Linked DNA regions of Mus musculus: region 1 is linked to region 2. A link is a contact called in public promoter capture Hi-C data. All regions are on one chromosome and are shown on one strand. Each heading gives the region's core, a stretch centred on a gene start, on an enhancer-like site or on the middle of the called end of the contact. The rest is flanking DNA. Distances are from core to core; before and after follow the strand shown. Region 1 overlaps Esr2 (estrogen receptor 2 (beta)). Region 2 holds the start of Syne2 (spectrin repeat containing, nuclear envelope 2).

The links. Promoter capture Hi-C pulls out the DNA fragments that hold promoters and counts their contacts.
Region 1: a contact with region 2 is called in a promoter capture Hi-C map of maxillary cranial neural crest. The contact joins the enhancer-like site here to the promoter of Syne2 in region 2. A contact is called at or near these places in 2 of 39 promoter capture datasets (cranial neural crest and maxillary cranial neural crest), 11 of 115 datasets of contacts at active chromatin or transcription factors (bone marrow-derived macrophages, craniofacial prominence, embryonic limb bud and 4 more) and 1 of 9 other capture datasets (embryonic stem cells).

Annotation. Positions count from the first base shown.
Region 1 is chr12:76,151,226-76,153,925 of GRCm38.p6, forward strand. The region is part of intron 4 of Esr2 (estrogen receptor 2 (beta)); the gene reads right to left. It also overlaps the pseudogene Gm7862. Among named protein-coding and RNA genes, the nearest start is that of Esr2, 25 kb to the right of the region's middle. Within about 2 kb of position 1,371, at least 10 of the 459 cell types and tissues checked have an H3K27ac peak or open chromatin away from gene starts, as enhancers often do.
Region 2 is chr12:75,816,944-75,819,643 of GRCm38.p6, forward strand. Syne2 (spectrin repeat containing, nuclear envelope 2) reads left to right here and starts at 1,375. Exons shown (of 116, transcript NM_001005510.2): 1 at 1,375-1,535. It overlaps Gm40447 (collagen alpha-1(II) chain-like), which reads right to left and starts at 2,685. Exons shown (of 7, transcript XM_011244246.1): 1 at 2,554-2,685; 2 at 966-2,408. The coding sequence starts at 2,685. The coding sequence ends at 1,140.

The DNA of each region.
Region 1 (2,700 bases), core at 121-2,620, 330 kb after region 2:
ACCACCACCCGGCAAAAGTGTGTGTCCTTTCACTGTTTAAAAAACATCTAAATACTTCCGCCAAAGGGCAGGATCAGAAATAACAAAAATAATTAAGGTAAGAGATATGATTCATAAATCAAAAAGGAAGTAAGTGCAGTAAGATTGATCTTGGGTGAATGCAGAATTCCAGGTCCTTCAAGATTGGAAAGAAGACCCACCCATCCGCCTGAGGCTAGAGAGGTTATAGATCTTAGAGGAGACTGTACCACTGCCCCGCTTTCCTAGAGCAGTAGTCTATACAGTCCTAACTGCATTCTAAATGTCTATCCTTTTTTTTTTTTCACAACAGATTTTATCAGTCAAGGAGCAGAGTACAGACATTCCAATTCTTATTACACGTACCCAAAAAGAGCCATATACTGTGTTCACGTACCCAAACTCTGAAGTCACATTGTGTTCATGTACACAAATGAAGAGCTACGTATTGTTTTTCTTTGAACTTGTTCCATTGACTCTGCAAGTTCCCCTAAGACCTCTCATAACAACCAAATGCCTGTAATCCTCAGCCCACCAATTCACAATGTTACGCCACACACAGAACAGACTCAGGACTTCCATCTTTCACAGCACATTATCACTATTATTATTATAGGAAGATGGACTGCCATGGCCACAGACATCACAGTTCTGACAGGGCAAAGGCCAAGGACTGGCTTTCTTACAAAATGGTTCTACTAGAAACACGAGACCAGATAGAACTGAAAATATTCCAGACACAAATGCACTACTGGGATGCCAGATTGCCATTTAGTATGCTTTGTATTAAAGGATATAAAACTAGCCCCATCTACGGAATGTTATGGTGACCCCCGAGACAGTCACAGCCTCTCCTGATTCAGTATCCTGCTATTTTCTGGTTGTACCAAAAAATAAACAACCAGCAAATGATTTAACCTCTTAAAAAAAAACCATTTACACTTAAAAAATGGAATGAGGTGGGATCCCCTCACCTTTTAAAAATGTTTCTAGAGCTACTAAAAAAACTCCCATTTACAAAATAGTTGATAAAAATATTCCTCTGGATTGTACAAGAAGGGAGGCGGGCCCACTGACAGACGTGAAGGATGCTTAGTCGGACTTAGCTTCTTTCTCTTCTTCAGAGGCTGGACTCTGGTTTTCCGTCTCTCCATTTTCTGCAGGCAGCTCTGTGGTTTGCTGGTCAGCCACGTCAGCCTGTTTGCCCTTCGCTCCCCTCTTCCCTTTTATCTGCACTTTTTTTGTCTGATGCTTTATCCATTCCCGCGGCCTTTTTCGGCTTTGCGTCCACCTTGGCAGGGGCAGGCTTGGCCGACAACCTCGCGGAGCGGCGCTTGGGCTCCGCCTTGGCCGCTCCATCCGCGCTAACCTTCCTCTTGGGCATCGTGGCGGGGGTGGGAGACGCGTGGTGGGATCTGTCACCGTGGAGCCGCACTGCCAAGCCGCCACCGCTGCTACCACCACACGAACTTCTGCGACCCCGTTGTCGAGGGGGCGGTGGGAGAACCGGATGAAACCGGATTGGAGCCAATGTCTATCCTTATACCCACAGATAACCTTAGTCCTCACCATTCATCAATGAAACTTCATTTTACAATAGACAGACGATTACAGAAGTTCACAGCTGATCAGAAAGCAGAGAACAAAAACTGGTGGGGTGCTCAGCCCCAGTGGATACACCTACAGCACAAACCCTGCACACAAGGCAGGGAACATTGGTGAAGGTGGGGCAGAAAACTTGTAGAAACAGAGGACCAAGAAATTTACCGTGAGAATGGCTCCTAAAAGTGACAGGGATGCCATATCTAGGAGACCTCAACAATATGGTAAACAAGGCCTGAGCCAGTACAACACCCATAGGCATGCTAATGTGGAAAGGGGACATCTCCTGCGACCCCTCCCATAGACAAAGAACCTCAGGCAACTAAGCATGCTAAGACTGGGAAAAATTGTCTTTCCCAGGGAAAAGCTGCCAACCAAGAGGTCAGCTCTGAAACCATATACATAAAAGTAACACTGAATGAACTGAACAGTGTGTGTGTGTGTGTGTGTGTGTGTGTGTGTGTGTGTGTGTGTGTGTGTAAAACAACAACAAAAAGGCCATGGTTTTTGGGGAAGTGGGGAGGGGGAAATAAGTAATTTTTAATTTAAATGTGTATGTATATATGTTTTAAATTTTTTAAAGATAGATTATTTATTTTATGTATATGAATGCACTGTAGCTGTCTTCAGACACACCAGAAGAGGGCATTGGTTCTCATTACAGATGGTTGTGAGTCACCATGCGGTTGCTGGGAATTGAACTCAGGACCTCTAGAAGAGCAGTCAGTGCTCTTAATTGCTGAGCCATCTCTCCAGCCCCCATTTCAAATTTTTTTAAGGACAGTAGAGAAGGACAAATGTGACCAGAGGATTTACAGAAAAGCAGAAACCTGCCAGGCATAAAGGGAGGAGGACTAGGCCCTGGAGAGCTGGCACAGTGGTTAAGGATGCTCGCTGCTCTGGCAGAGGACCCAGTACCAGTTCCCAGCTCCCGCAGGGTGACTCCAGCTCTAGGGGATCTAATGACTTCTTCTGACCTACGTGGGCACTGTATGGACATGGTGCACAGACATGCATAAAGGCAAAACACTCATCTAGACAAAGCAAAATTAAATCTTTTTAAGAAGAGAGGGATAGTTA
Region 2 (2,700 bases), core at 125-2,624:
ATATAATATGTGATAAATAATATAATTCTATATATTTATTTTGAAATATATATATTTGAAAAAATATTTTTTGAGAAAGTCTTTTGTACCCCATCGTGGTCTCAGACTTGCTATGTGGCTGAGGCAAGCCTTGATTTCCCAATCCTCCTGTCCCCACCTCCTGAGTGTTGGATTACAAGTGGGCACCATCACTTCATGTTTATATGAAGTGCTGAGGATCAAAGCTAGGCAAGCAGGCTACCCACTGAACCACACCTCGAGCTCCGCCCACCAAGCCATTACGGGATGCATAGCAAATAGTCTAAGAACTTGGAAGGTCAGAGTGAACCTAGAATACAAGAAATGCCATGCAGATATAGTACGGCGAAAAAAGACAATAAAGCATGTATTTTCACAGTTTACTTGTGTCACCTCAATACTCGCAGAGAGGAGAGTGTGGATAGAATTAAAACCTACGTTTCCCGGAAACATGGATTAGCTGAACCCACTGTCGTCAAACTTTTAATCTTCGACCCTTACCATTTAATTTGGGCCATCAGTAGCGCACTAAGCAATCCAGATAAGATTCTGCAGCTACACAATATGCATGAGGCGGGACTTGCATGAAGTTAAATTTGATTGCGATAGAAACTCAGGCCACTGCCTCTTTGTGATTTAACAGTGAAGTGATGCGTTGGTGTCTGACTTCAAGAGTCTTAATACTATAACAGCGACTCGAAACGCGAGTGGGAGTCAGGTGATGTCATCCTGAGTTCACAGGATTGAGTAATTTGCTGGAAAATCCAACTGACACCTACAGGACAGATTCCCAGGGACCCACTTTCTCCTGAATGTCGTTGTTTGAGGCGGCTCTCCTCAGCCCATCCTGCAGGCTGGCACGCGCGGGGCGGGGGGGGGGGGGACAGGGAAATAGGGTGGGGGGTGTCACTTATCTGCATTGTTAAATAAGCACCTCCTTATCTTACCTCCGTAGGTGAGGTCGAGGTCTGGGCTTCCTGACACTCTTAAGAAGCCGATGAAAAGTCCATGTTTCTCTAAGGCTCCACCTGGGTTCAAGGACCGGATCGCGGTCGGCTCGCTGATTTGTAGATCTAGGCATCCACCCACCGTGAAGAAGTGAAACCCGCCTGAAAAGTGTTCTAGGAGAGTCGGCCTCCCCTTTGTCTCCAGCTGCGGGTAGGCACGGAGGCGGAGGCTCGTGAACCTGCGTTCGGAGTTAGTTCCTCACTCCCGCCACCTGCAAGGGTCTGTAAGGCGGAGGGAAAGTTGCGGTGGCCGCAGGGAGGCGGCTCCGCCCCCAGTGCGCTGCTCCGGGCGGCGGCGAGCGCGGGACTGGGCGGGCCGGGAGGGCGCGGGGCGTGGTCTGTAGCCTCCAGTCCAGAGCGGAGCGCGCTCGGCTGCGCCGCAAGCCTTCGGCCGCACGGAAGAGCGAGCGGGAGAGCGATCGAGGGGCGCCATCGAGGCAGCGAGGCGAGGGGGGCGCGGAGTAGGTCGGGTCGAACTCCGGCCCTCGCCTCCCGGCCGGGCAGACAACGGTGAGCGCAGCCGCGGGGGGCTCCGCGCCCTAAAGCGCCCTGCGAGAGCGGGAGGGCGGGGAAGAGGCGGGCACGAGCCCTGCGGAGTCCCCAGAGCCCAGCGGGGAGCCCGGGGGGCCCACGGGAGTCTCTGGATGCCCGGCTCCCAGCTGGGCCGTGGGAAACTTCACCCGGGAGGGGACAGCGGGGCGCGCGGGGCGCTGTAAACTTAGCGGCGGGCGGGGCACCCTGGGGATCGCGGCGAGCGCCAGCGATTGGCGTTGGTGTCCCGGGCTTCTTTGTGTCACCTCCGGGCCCGGCCCGCGGGTGCACCCAGCTCGGCCCCGGGACTCCCCACTGTCCCCCTATCCCGGTCCAGGCGGGCGCGCTCGGCTGATTGTTTGCATTCCTCGCGTCACGCCTGGGCGGGAAAGATTTCGAACCGGGTGTTAGAACACTGAAGCCGCGGCGCAGAGATTGCAAAACCACGGGCGGCGGGAGGCTAGCCCCGGGGACCGGAGAACCTGCAGCCGGGGCGCACACTGTGGACAGGACGCGGGACCCTTGCGTTGGAAGAGAAGAGGCGGGCGCGGCGGCCCTGAGTCTCGGCGGGCGGAGAGGGGGCGCTGGGACCGCGGGGATTATAATTCCATTTTGATCGCTTGCGGTCTTTGTTGTCTGTACAATTGCCTTTAGGGTCTGACGGTAGCACCTGGTCCTCCTTACGGTCTCTCTCTTGAGGTCTGAAAAGATGCCCAGTGTGGGAGGGGGCCCGTGGATTGCATCCAGGGCTGCTGGCCACAGGAGCCGCTGCCTGAGATGGAGGTGGAGAAGTCCAGTGTAACACTTGCCTTTGTGGACGCGCCTTATTTCCGAAAGTTGTTTTCCCCTCCCCTAGTGGAAGGGAGCGTCGGGACGGAGTGGCAGCAGGCGCGGTTGTGCACAGGCACCATGTAGTAGCTCGAGGCAAACCGGGGAGGCTCTCAGTAACCGTGGGACTTAACAAATGTTTGAAAAGTTTTATTTGAAGCAACTCCACCTGCTTCCCTAAAAGTTTCCATCCCCCAAAGCTCTTGCTGGAGGTAATTCTGTGGCTGAGCTCGAATGTTCGGGTGGGGGCACAGTTAAGCAGACCTGGCCTCCTCGCAGCTCCCGTTCCAGTAAACGCCATCATGGGAGAAGGAGC